Regions from separate parts of the Anser cygnoides genome. Here region 2 is linked to region 1. A link is a contact called in public Hi-C data. All regions are on one chromosome and are shown on one strand. The core of a region is the stretch at or near the end of the contact, and the rest is flanking DNA. Distances in the headings are between cores, read along the strand shown. Region 1 holds the start of RXRG (retinoid X receptor gamma). Region 2 overlaps RGS8 (regulator of G protein signaling 8).

Evidence for each region. Hi-C and Micro-C count contacts between places; a contact is called where the count stands out from the background.
Region 2: a contact with region 1 is called in a Hi-C map of liver, with 1.6 times the contacts expected there. The contact joins the enhancer-like site here to the promoter of RXRG in region 1. A contact is called at or near these places in 2 of 7 Hi-C or Micro-C datasets (both in liver).

The regions. Positions count from the first base shown.
Region 1 is chr8:11,170,046-11,176,440 of Taihu_goose_T2T_genome, reverse strand. RXRG (retinoid X receptor gamma) reads right to left here and starts at 2,868. Exons shown (of 10, transcript XM_013190163.3): 1 at 2,733-2,868. The coding sequence starts at 2,829.
Region 2 is chr8:11,697,820-11,704,214 of Taihu_goose_T2T_genome, reverse strand. It overlaps RGS8 (regulator of G protein signaling 8), which reads right to left. Exons shown (of 14, transcript XR_010833128.1): 3 at 1,964-2,100; 4 at 885-970. Among named protein-coding and RNA genes, the nearest start is that of RGS8, 9.7 kb to the right of the region's middle. Within about 2 kb of position 2,429, at least 2 of the 3 cell types and tissues checked have open chromatin away from gene starts, as enhancers often do. A contact at or near this core is called in liver, where this site is marked.

The DNA of each region.
Region 1 (6,395 bases), core at 1,619-4,118:
GCCAGCTGGAGTAGATCAAGGCTCAAAATACCTGCAAGAAACTCTCACAGAAATGCCCCCTTCCTACTGCAGGAGTCCCTACTACATCACTCTAGGTCCAGCCTAGGAGAAACCTGCTCCTCATAAGTGAATTAAAGGACTTTTACTGTTCCCTCTCTGCTGCAAGGAACAGGTCAAGCAATAAGTTTTCTCTCCAGAAGGTCACCAGAACTACAGGAAAGTAGCAGCAGCAGCATTTGCTCCTTTTATTTCAGTCAGCAGTGATCTCCTGGCTCCCAAACTTCAACGCAGAAGTTTCTTCCTCATGCAAAAGCCAGCTCCAAGCTTCACCAGCTGAAGAGGACCCTTTTGTCCCCTGAACAGGCAGCATCTCCCTGAAGTGTTTTCAGGCATGCGTGAGTTCAGCTTTAAGGAAGACAAAGGCAGGCCAGCCCTGCACCCAGGGAAGGCTGCTGGTCCCTGCCATAAACCAGTCATCACCACAAAGTTCAGGGTGAATTTTCAGAGCTGTCAAAGGGGAGAGGGGGCAGAACCCGCAGCCGTGCTTCAAAAGGTCAGCTGGGAAAAGTCGGGGGGGGGAGGACACGCACTTTATTGACAGATGCAGAGTGGAAGGGGCCAACCTGTGAGTACCTGCAAGCTGTTTTTGGCAGCGCACGCAAGACTTCAACTCTGGGCTCTGTTGGCTGTAGCCAGTGACGAATCCTTCATGGCTCGTTTTCTGACAACAGGGGCTGGGGATAAAGCCTGAGACTGGGACTGGGGCCGAGCACCAGGCAGGCTTCCTTCATCCCAAGGGATGAGAGCAGGCCAGTGGGATTGAGGGCTTTCTGGCTCTCATGATACAAATCAGCTCTTTAGGTCTCTGAGCCTTGGACACCGCTCCCTGTCCTTCACTTACACGCACACCTATTTGTCCAGGGTTCCGTAAGAAACGGAGCCGTCAGCACCCAGGAATATACTTGCAGTTTCTCAAGTATACAGTGAATCACCCCCGTAAAAAGGCAGGGAATCTTGCAAAACTGATGGATTCAGGCCATGCAGGTCACAGGGTGCCAAGCCCTGTCCCAGGCAGGGCAGGAAGCTCGACAGAAGGAACACATCTGGTTTCTTTCCTGGCTCACCTTGCAGACGATGGTGCTAAAACCTTCAGGGCAGACATTAGCAAAGGTAGGTGACAGCGGGGCATGCAGGCAGCTGATAAACCTAGGGCAGCTGTGCTCTGCCTGGACTTTTGGGGGCAATCCCCACCCAGGCCAGCTTTGGGTTTGGATTCCCAGGATTCAGCCCTGTAGTGCAAAGAGACTGGCTGATGATGCCTTGGCACCGGGCTGCCCTCGGTTGGGGCACTCACTGCATGCCCGAGCACACGGGTGGCAGCACCAGCAGCACCCCCCACCTATCTGCTGCACCACATCGGGGTTATTTGCAGCACCCCATAATTCCTGGGCGAAACAGTGCGTCCACCTGCTGCTGCAGCTGTTATTAACGGCCAGGAAAATCGATTCCAGCGTTGTGCCACTGGCTTACCCGATAGACAGGAATCATCCGAACAATGTATCATCTGATGCTAATTAAATTCCATATCGATACGGATACATGACATATATTTACTAAGCAAGAAGCAAGAGACATTGCTGTTTTAAATCTTATGTGACTTGGAAATATATAAAGGCAACTCAATATATTCCCCGTGCTCAGGATATGGTTGTACATATACCGTAAAGAGCTCACATGCAGTGGAGGTAGTGAAATACATTGGGTCAGTTCGAAACACAAACTAGGTTCAAACAAATCTGAAATGAACAAGATTATTTTGACAATTTCTAGTGGAATTCTCAACATCAATTCTCTCTCTCTCCATACATACACATATATATGGAAATGTATATGTATATATGCACACACATATTAAATACATTTGACCAAATATTTATCCAAGGAGACTTTCAGTTTTTGGAGAAACAGCCCTTTGTTAAAAGACTTATTCTCAAAGAAAATTCATGACTAACTTTACGCTTAACTTCCACCCATCCTTTATTAACCTTTATGAGCTGATCCCCACAACTCCTTTAATATGAGCCGTTGCAGGCCTCAACCCTACGTGCAGTGTCCCTTTCCACACCCTGAATGCCCTCCACTTCAGGAGGAAAGCACAGACTCACAGAAAACAGGTCTGGAAGGGACCTGGTAAGCTCCTCTCACCCATCTTCCTCCCCAAATCAGGACATGGGGCGGTCAGTGATGGAGCTGCCACCTCCTCCCCAGCCCAGCTGTCCCTTCATATCTCCTCCACTCCGTTAAATAGTTCTTCCCAGTGCCTAACCTGTTTCTTCCCTCCTACATCAGAAGTTCATCATTTTATAACTTGCCCCTGGTGTTGAAGACTTCTGCTGCTCCTCTCTCCTCTCCTCACTGAGCAGCAGTAGCTGCTCAGCCTTTCTTTGAAAGCCCTGACCTCCAGCCCTCCCACCATCCTTGAGACTGACTTTCCTGCAGATCCACGTGGCTGCGCCTCACAAAGACAAGTCCCCTACACCTGCTATCAGAACTGTACCTCTCCTCGTCAAGCTCAAGAAGAAACTATTGCTGAAGGAACAGGAGAGAGCAGTAGAGCGGTTTCTTTCCAAAACCTGCACCTGAATTAAATTCCCATTGAGGCTCAGCCCAGCTGGCATCCCGCATTGCAGCTCAGCACGACCTATTCGCACGAGGACAAAGCAAGGACTTACAGAAGTGAGGGAAGGAGCCCGTCTCCAGGGAATAAGGAGCCTGCGTGCCCGGCTGCATTTCCAACCTGCGTCCTGGCTCTTCAGAGGACTCAACCATGAAGGGAGGTTTGGGATCAGCTCTCCCATCCACGCTGGGCTGTTGGAGAAGGAGAGGATCAGAAAGAAAGGAGTGTTTGTGCATGACACAGCAGCATCCTCACGATCTGTCCTAAGTTACAAATTTACCTCCCAGACCTTGACCAGGGCTGGGGTTTCCTGTGTTTGCTCTTGGGCTCCTGTCCCTTTGGACAACAGGAGGTGTTGCAATGCCGGGGGGAGGGCTGGCTGCGAAAGGCTGCGCGACACAAAGGAGATGGTCCAAAGCAGCTCTGCTGAGAATTTGCCTCCTGGAAGCAATTCCTTTTCTAAACCTGGCTTCTGATGGAAGAAAACCAAGCAAACAACTGTCATCCCATCATGAGCAGCCTTGGGTTGTACCCAGCCTGTCTGACTTCAGACTGCGATAGCTGCTGTCCTTTGAACTCTTATCACAGCTCCATAAGTCGCCCATCTCGGTTCTGCTTTCCTCCTCCTCTCTTCTTTTCTCTCTGCCAGGTGCCCTTTTTTCTCCCATCTGCAAACATCCTCACTCTACAAGATAAAAAACTTTGCAGTTAGGAAAGTAATGGTGCTAGCCACCTTGCTGCTGGACTCCGGGGGAGACCAGGCATAGCTGGCTTTTGCCTCAGAGAAGCTGTCTGAGGACTGTGGGGGCAGGTGACAGGGGAGAAATGTCCTACATGCATTCCTGCGCCATGTCCTTGGCTGTGTACAGGTGACCTGGACAGACCCTTGTCTCCAGAAGGCTTTCAGAAGACAACCAGCCTGTGCTGCAACCAGTTTTTCTTGTGCTGAAGTTTGAGCCCCTGGCTCTGTCTCTGTGCCTGCTTATCTCTGTTACACTCTCAAACCCTGCGTGGGCGTCTGCCTGCATCTTCCCTCCGCGTTTCGATTTTGCTAGTCCTGATGGAGAGGAGCTACGAGCAGATGGAGAGGAGCTACAAGCAAACAACATTCCTCTCCCCTGTCTGCACTGATAATCTCGGGAACTCATCTCCTCTGTGCTCCCCTCCAGGCTGTGTCAACATCGCCGGGGTTGCGGAGGGCAGGATTGCACCGACTGTGCTGCCCCATCCCGTACGCCGTGTGCTGCCCGGCCCAGCACACCGCACCGAGAATATTCCTCTGGGGGATGAGTCAGAGCTGTGAGGGGTTTGTAAACCCCTCCCTCTCCTGGATTTCTCCATATTTACAGCAACAAAGCACGCAGGTCCCAGAGTGCAAAGTGATCTTGAGACTTCTCCTTCCAGAGGCTTTCAGAAACCAGAGGCCCTGCATTGCTGTCATCCCCTCAGATCATCAAACAGAGCATTGCTAAAGCCAAGGTGGACCACAAAGCCTCTTCCACATCAGTGCCAACCACTGGGACATCTCCCACAGGAGAAACAGCCCCAGGGAGTCCAGGCAGACAGAGCTAGCAGGGATGTCAAAGTGCTGGTTTGACTTTGCTTGCATATTCAGGGAACTCCTAATCTGAAAAGGCAGCAAATTCCCCAAATTCATGTTCTCATGGACGTGAAACCCTGTAGGGATGTCCAGATTGGAGCCAGGACGTGAGAAAAGAGACATGGAAAGACGAGGCACCCTGTGGCATCAGCTCTGGGCCTCTCTAGGAACCAGAGAAACCCCGAAAGCTGTCTGCTGTCTCTTCTCACAACAGGCATTTCCCCTCTTCCATCCTTAAACTGCCATGGGTGAGATGGAGCCAAACTCCCCTTTCTTTTACCCGGGAAGGACCGTCCAGCACCCAGAGCAGTAGTGCAGGGCTCCAGGTCCTCTCAGCCCTACCACTGACCTTGCAGATGCACTCCGGTTTGCTGCCCCAGTGCCCACAGACTGCAAGACTTCCCTGCCCTGAGCTGCTGCGCCCGGATCCCTCTCATGTTCCCTTCCCCTTCCTCAGACCAAACATACAGCAGCAGATGCCAGAGAGCGGAGCCACCCCAGAAATCAGGCTGCGGTGTTAGGTGACACGGCTTTAATATGCGACAGGAGCCAGAAGAAAGGCTGCTATGAAACACTGCTCCCTCAAAATCAGAAACCTCCACGCAGAGCACTTTGTGTGGCTGTGAGCAGGAGTAGCAGGGACGCGAACTCTGCCTGCGAGCACACAAAGGAGCTGAATCAATGTCCTGATGATACAGCCCAGCAAAATAAGCTAATGATGGACAGGACTGCAGGTTTTCATATGTGAGGGAAGGATTTACAGTGATACCAAAGGAATTATTTCAGCCCCGCAGTGGCAATACCCACCCGCTTCCTTATTATATTTTATTGATCTTGCCCTAAATACATGTGGCTGGAGGAAATGATGCATAAATTACTAACGAGTTAATTTCTTGCTCCAACACAGACTCACAACAGCCCTTTGAAGGGGAACCAGGAAAGACAATGTGTGAAAGGATAAAGGCAATGAGACAAGCTTGGATGTAATAATCCCATGTGAATGATTATTGCTGCAACTAATGTAATCTAATAATGAAGAATTTACGCCAGATGTCCCCCAGAATATGCCAGGCAGACTCGGGATTCAGCAGTGGATCCATTTCTAAGGAAACCTTGTTAGGAGGAAAAAAAATGCTGTTGTTTGTTTGTTTGTTTTTGTCAAGCAAGAGGCTGTAGACCTTTACAGATGGAGTCACAATAAAAGCATGCCGTGCAAAGCTTCCTGGGAGCATGTTCATTAGGCCTGATTGCAAATTTGTTTTCAGGTGAAGTTGAAGATGTTGGGTTTAGCTTATACAGCTCCTAACAATCTGGGACCAGCCTGTTTCAAAAGCCAGCCCTTGCCCCAAGCCAGAGCTGACACCAGGGTTTCCCCTGCGTCTCCCTAGGGTGTGGAAGGAGGCGCTGGGAGGGCAAGTGAATGAAGAGTGGAAAATCACCTCCTTTTTTTTGTTTTCAACTTGCATCCTTCCTGCTCCCAAAGGATCCTGGACAAGAGCTCCATCCCTGTCCCAGGGCACAATATAACCCATACAGCCCTTCCTCCTCACACGCTGCAGCATATAGGGACACCACATAGAAGGGAAAACACAGAGAGCTCTGCACCAGAGGTGCACCATGGCGAAGCCATGCTGCAGTGTAATAGGACCAACTTCTCCTTGGCTCTATGCTCTTTAGAAGCCCGTTTTGTAGCCTGCAGGTTGAGCACAGGTCTGGTGGAGCACTGCCAACCACCCAAGTGTTTCATGAAGACCTGAGCTAGACCAAAATTGGTGCCCAGAGAGCAGACAGGAGCTGGGATAATTTGTTATTTCAGATCCGGCACCAATGGGTGCTCTAGCCTGGGGACAGACAGGGTTAGTGTATCAAGGTGTGGGGACGGCAATGCCAACTGGCACCGATTTCCTAGGCAGTGTGTTAGGTAATCACAGACAAACCACAGACCTGACTTCAACACTTCCTCTTTGTTCAAAAATACACAAGCCTAATTAAAAAAAAAAAAAATTAAAAAGGCACAAAGCACGCTTTTTGCTCTCCCTCCTTGCCTCTTTTGTTATTCATCACCTCTTTGAAGATATTCCATACCACCACTCCCAACACCTATTCTGGTCACACTTT
Region 2 (6,395 bases), core at 1,180-3,679, 530 kb before region 1:
GCTTTGTCAAGAGCTCCAGCAACTGCATATTCATCACCCTACACCCCAGAGAACCAGCTCTGAGGCCTTGCAGGCTAAGAATAGAAGTCTCATTGTGTTTTCTCCTCCGTGGCCCAGGTTTTGTCCAGGATTAGAGGCACCGGGGTGTGGAAGCCCGGCTGAACAAGCACTGCAAACGGCAGCGTCCGTGTATGCCTGCGCGCAGTGCAGAGCTCGCAGCTCAGCAGGGGTGGGTAATGCTGAATAAAGGGTGAATTCATTCACAGCCATGCAGGATGGCATTAGTGCCGGGCCTCTGCTCACAGAGACATCCCCTGTGGTGGATGGGGCACTCACAAAACACGAGTCCCTTGTGCATAAACAAAACCCAGGCATCTTTCGAAGCAGGCGGCTGGAGAAATGCCATTACTGACATTAGCAGCTCCTGGATGTAAAATCTGATGGCTTGGATCCACCGCAGAAATCCCGGTTCCTGCAGGGGCCAGACAGCTTCACTGATAGTCCACCTACCCACAACAGTTCTCTCCCCTTATACACACACACACTGCCATACTTGAATTGTGTCATGGAATGACATGGAAATATTAACAGAGCTAGTCATTCAGGTGTCTTTCAGATGTCCCACACACCGAAAGGTCTTTTAGCTCCAGATATTGCTACAGGGTAGTGCTGGCATCGGTGGGAAACTGCATAATAGTGCTATTTCTATGGCTTTGAGTTTGTGACCCTGGGACTCTGGTAAAGCCAGAGTGACTAACAGACCTTGAAAATGGAAGGAAATGTAAATTTGCTCTCATAGGGAAACCAAGACAAAAAGCATTGAATTTTAACTGCTTGTGTAGCCACTTGTCCCTGATCTTGGGGCCGTGTTCCTGGACACCTACCTGAAAGTAGCAGGGAATTATTTCCAGAGAGGTTGGCGAGCCAGGGTTTTCACTGTCTTTAAGCAGAGTCCAAGCCAGGGGCAGTACTGAACAAAGGCATCAACAACAAAGGCATCAGACCCTCTGGAGAAGGTCTTTCTAGCTAGAACATCACATAACAGAGAGCTCTTTTGGGAAAGGACTCTCAAAATAACCTCTGTCTCTTCTAATGTAAATGCTCCTGGGAGCAATACTCTTTGTAAAGAGTTTCTGGAGAAAGTCTTAAAAAAAACCAACCCTCCCATTAATTCTGTATTTACCCTTGCTGCAGTGTTAACACACAGAGCCCAGAGGAGAGCCATCATCTTCCAGTACTCTTTCCTAATCACAGCTGAGAAGGATATAACAATGTTCCTGCTGCTCTCTCATTTCCTCTGGCTGTAGCTCATTGCTCGTTCAAACTAACCCACTGCGAGCAGCAACTCTGCAAAATGCATTTTGGAGTCATCATCTGGCTTTGCGGTGCACAACAACAGGGGACTTGCCATCTGTTGCTGTTTGTTTAGCCCTTTTGTTAGTGAGCTAACATCTGGGAAAACTGCTGAGCCCCTGTTTAAGAAGCGGTGTGCTTGCAGAGGAGACGTGCATGCCTTTGCCCTCTGTGAAAGATGGTGCGATCTGGGTACCATTTGTTTCTTGGGCCTCTTGTTCTTTGCCAAGTCATCCCCCTTCGGTGCCCAGAGTGTTGCGTTTAGATGTTCTCATGACACTGGCTAAGATCAATCAGCACAGTCCAGCCATTTGACCCTGAGAACTGGCTTGCGTGCCTGGAAAGCCACATGCTAGCTCCAACTAAGCACCTGCAGATTAATTCCTCTTTCAGATGTCTAGCACTGCAGCCCAGCAAAACCCAGAACCACACTGTGAGGCAACAAAGTCCCTTTTAAGCAGCCAGGAGTTTGGAAGATCTGTCTCCTGTGGGACTAGGAAGGCAGGCAATGCGGCCTCAGACCCAACACCAGCAGTGGGATGGGGCTGGATCTGGTGCTTGAGGTTGGCTCTTACCTATTCCCTCCCCTGCCACCTAACCCATCACTCACATCAACACTGCTAGCTGTTTAGTCTTCAGAAACACTGCCTCCAGGATCGGGGATGGTGTAATCCTCTGTAGCCTTCTGCCTCTCCTTGAAGAGGTTCAACAGTGTCCAATGACCTAGCTTCAACGCAGCCCAGCTCTCTAAAATTGGGGGAGGAAATTGTTAAGCTGTGGGAAAAGCCATAAAACAGAGCTATGCAAGATAAAACAGTTACAGGACTGTTACAACAGCGAAAGTCAGTAGCTCAGTCAAGAGGAAAAACACAAACGTTGAAAATTCTATAGGAAGTAATCACGGAGGTGAAAAACAGCAATGGGATCTGCCTGTTCCACTAGGGATCTGCTGCAGGGAGCACCCAGACCAACCCTTTCCCTCCTGGCAATGCCTATGTGGCCAGCGAAGACTCTGTGGATGGCTTACGGAGAGGAGGGTGGACGCATACTAATGCTGAGTGTAGCAGATGACGTGTTAAAGCCATCAAGCTGTATTTATTAGCCAGGTTGTGCACATCCTGCCTGCAGTCTCTCTATGCATGACTAAAGATGCCCGAACAAGGTGACCCAGAGAGACTGGGCTGTATTTCAGGAATTTACACCTAGCACATCTGCCTTTGCAAAGACACTGCCCGACACTATTTGAAGCCACGCATGCAATAGCCCTCTTGGAAAACATCAACATCTGCTAAACAAGACAGCCGAGTGGCCAAATAAAAAACTAACTGCCAAAGGACAAGAGCATAACAGGTCACTCCTCATGAACCCTGCAGAGGCCAGGAATCAAGCTTTGGGAAAGCAGCACGTGACACCAGAGAGGGAACCCAATTTCCCCACAGAGCACTCTCGCATCAGCCTGCCTTCCCCGCTCTCAAGCAGGAGAAAACAGCTCTGTTTCAGTGGGAATCATTCAACACCCAAGTCATGAGGCAGCAGGCAAGCAGTTTTGCTCTTGCCAGCCCAGAAGCACAGATCGAGGAATTACAGCAGCACACACGTTCTCTTCAAGGGCACAGCTCCAGCCCCCGATTCAGGTACTGTAGCCGAAACCGCATCACGCTGAGCGGAACGAAGAGATTGCAACACGTGTTTTGCTGTCTGCATTTCTGTTTACACCCCAGCACGATATTTGCTTTTTCACAACAGGACAAGTTTTGTTGACTCATGTTTAGCTTCTGACCCAGTATAAACACCAGCAGTTTCTACTGTCAGAACAGCCGCCCCTCTGATGCTGCCTATAGAGCTGATTTTCTCCCCTCTAAGTGAAGCAACCTGCTTTTATCTTTGTTGTATGGCCTCCTAGTTTCTCCATTTGTCAAGGTTTGAACCCTAGCTGTATTCCTCTCCCAATAACCTACAGATTCTCCAGCTACCAAATCTGCACTAGCTTCACATAATCAGTACATGAAGCTCCATTCTTTATTTACCACCCAAGACTGAAAGAAACGTTTCTGGGACAATCACCTGAAATACATCATTTTAGCATCATCCAACCGTTTTGTACCCGGTTTCATTTAGAGCCAGCATTAGGTACGACTATGCCAAAAAGACCTAGCATATTGTCATGAACTGCCTCTCCCATAGCAAGAAGACCTTTTATTTTGCTTTGCTTTACTTGTCCAACACCTTCCAGACTGCTTTTGTTTCTTTTTTTTTTTCTTCTGCAAAGGATAATTAAACTGATCTGTAATTACCTTGGCCCTCTATTATTTCTAGAGACTGCATGACCTTTTTGGCACTCGGGTGCTCCTCACCTATCCAGCGTAATTTGTCAGAGAGACCATAAATGATTCTGAAATCACTTCAGCTAGCTCTTTAATAAAATTCCTGACACCCAGACAGCCTGAGACCACCCAGTTTCCCAAGAACACCCTTGAATATGTTTTTTCTCTATGCTGAGATCTCACTATTAGTTGTTACTACCAACAGTGCTAGTCTCTCACTTCCTTCTCTTGAGCTTTTTTTTTTTTTTTAACAACTACAGTGAAAAAAAATAAAACATTAAACATTTTGGCCTTCTGAACGTTTTTTCCAACAGGTCTTTCTGTTCCTGTGATTATCCCCCATGTACATTATTAATATGAGGAGGACCAAGGGAAATGCTGATCTGCTCATTTGCAGTGCTTACCGAGACTACTGAAAGGACGGGTTGTCAGCCATAACAAGTATTTTTTATATTAAGGGATCATGACAAAGCAAAAAGCATTTGTCCTGCGGGCTTAGAGATATAAACTAATCCCACTGCTACAAAGGGAGAATTGTGGTTATTCATTTATTAGAGGTTCCTGCCACCAAAGGCACACTTCCTTGGCTCGAGAAGCAAGCTCTGAGCTAGGCAGCCTTAAAGAAACCAAGCTGTAAGGCTGAAATAGAAACCCAGAAAAAAAAAAGTAAGCCTCATTTGGCCATGCAAGCCATGTAGCACAGTCCAACACACTATCTACCAAAGGAGCTGAGAAATTACAAGGAAAAAAAGAAATCACTGACAACTATTAAGATGAATCAACAGAGAGAAATAGGATTCAAAAGCATCTGCAACATCAAAGCTTTGCAACAGAAACTCTCCCTTCAGCCAGTGGCAAATAAAAGGGACCGTCTGTTGTCTGTAATGTTCTCAGTGAACATCAGAAGAATGAGCAGCAGTGTGCTATACTGGTACTGCCAAGGAAAAAATTTAAGCACACAAAACACTTACTACAATATGCATATGGATGTAAAGGGGAAGTGAACATCTCTATATAGAGATATATACACACAGTCTAGGCAGGGAAACCTTAAGGTTTCCTGAAAGCAAGAGTATTTGAGTAAGAAAATAAAGAACAGGAAATTATCTTAGAGACGCACTTCAGTAAGATCTCAGCCTTAACAATTCAATTACAATGTCGATACATCCACGGAAGCACATGGCTTTTAACAACAGTCAATGGTTAGTTAAAGACAGGCAATGCCCTGAAAGGAGATTTGGATAAACTCACGGAGATGCCAGGAAGCAATGCCTCCAGAAGTCCCTGCCTGGGGCTGCAGCAGGGAGTGTAGTGACTAAGGGAATCAGGAGTCATCCACAGACATAAGAAATTTGAGACATTAGCATAAACAATCCTGGCTCCTGGGAGGAAAAAAAGCAAACAAAAAAACCCTAGAGCAGTTCAAAAGCACGGTCAAGTGAAATGCAAATGCTGCCAAAGAGTTCATGGAAGTATTAAGCTCAGTTACAAACATTTATTATGCAGTAGCACCATGTTCACCTCCTGAATGTTTAAAGTGAGGCGTGTTAAGCAACTCACCCTCCTGATCGCCCTTGTTGTTTCTTCTTTTGTGACATCAGGGGTGAATACAGCCCTTGGCAGACTTTGGTGAGACTTCTCATCCTTGATTTTACTTATGCTCCAGGTCTACTTAATAAATAAACGAACACTATACACAGATTTTCATGTAAATCCCATTTTCTGTCTATGAACTGTTAAAATGCATACAAATTTCTGTAACTGCACATTGAGTGATGTCAGTTCTCCATAAAAAATAAAATAACACTGAAGATTATACATAAACACATATGGTGCACCTCCAACTTTTAGTTCCCGTTACCACGAAAGGCTAAGAAAAATGGCAACTCACTTTATGATTTCAAACAGATCACTGTCTAGGAAAACACACAAAAATCTTCTGTGCCACTGACTCTAGAGAACTGCTCCATTACTTCCTAATACTGCATGACAGATTCTGATTATTTGGACACTTTGCAGGATTTTAAAAACTTTCCAAGCAGGAGCCACAAGATGGCAGCATGCATTAACTGCGTGTTACTTTATTTCAGAGCTGCAGAGTCAGCTCAAGCAGTCCTCATTCCTGTATTCCCCAAACCTCCGTCACTTACCCTGCTCCCCACCTGTGCTGCAGCAGCTGCTTAAGGCCATGCAGTGTGCTGGATCCAAAAACTGGTCCAAGTTGAAATAATTAAGTACTGCCAATCATGCAGCCCTCAAACGCTTTTATCAGCGCTGCCAAAGAAGCAGTGAGGAGCAGAAAGAGGGATGCAAATGACCTTGATGTAAAGAAAAAGATCTGCAGAATCACAGCTTAGATTTATAGAGAAGGCTGTTCAGGGAGCATTAGTTTAAAAAAAAAAATCACAGAAAATACCTTTCATAAAGTGTCATTCTGGCTGAACGTCATCCTGACTAAAAAGTACCTCTTCATATACTAATTATTTAGTCAACATACTTATTTAACTGGTGAGTCTACGTTTAATGGATGCTTATATTCATTATTTATCTCATTTTCCACAAATGAAATTAGTAACAGCATGCCAGATACTTTCTTCACGTGGCTTCTGCAACTGCATTAAAACCAGCAAGCTATCACACAATGCGACTGTGGGCTTAATTTGACCCTGTGTATTTCTGCAGGAACTGTGCTAAATAAAAATTAAAAAATAAATAAAG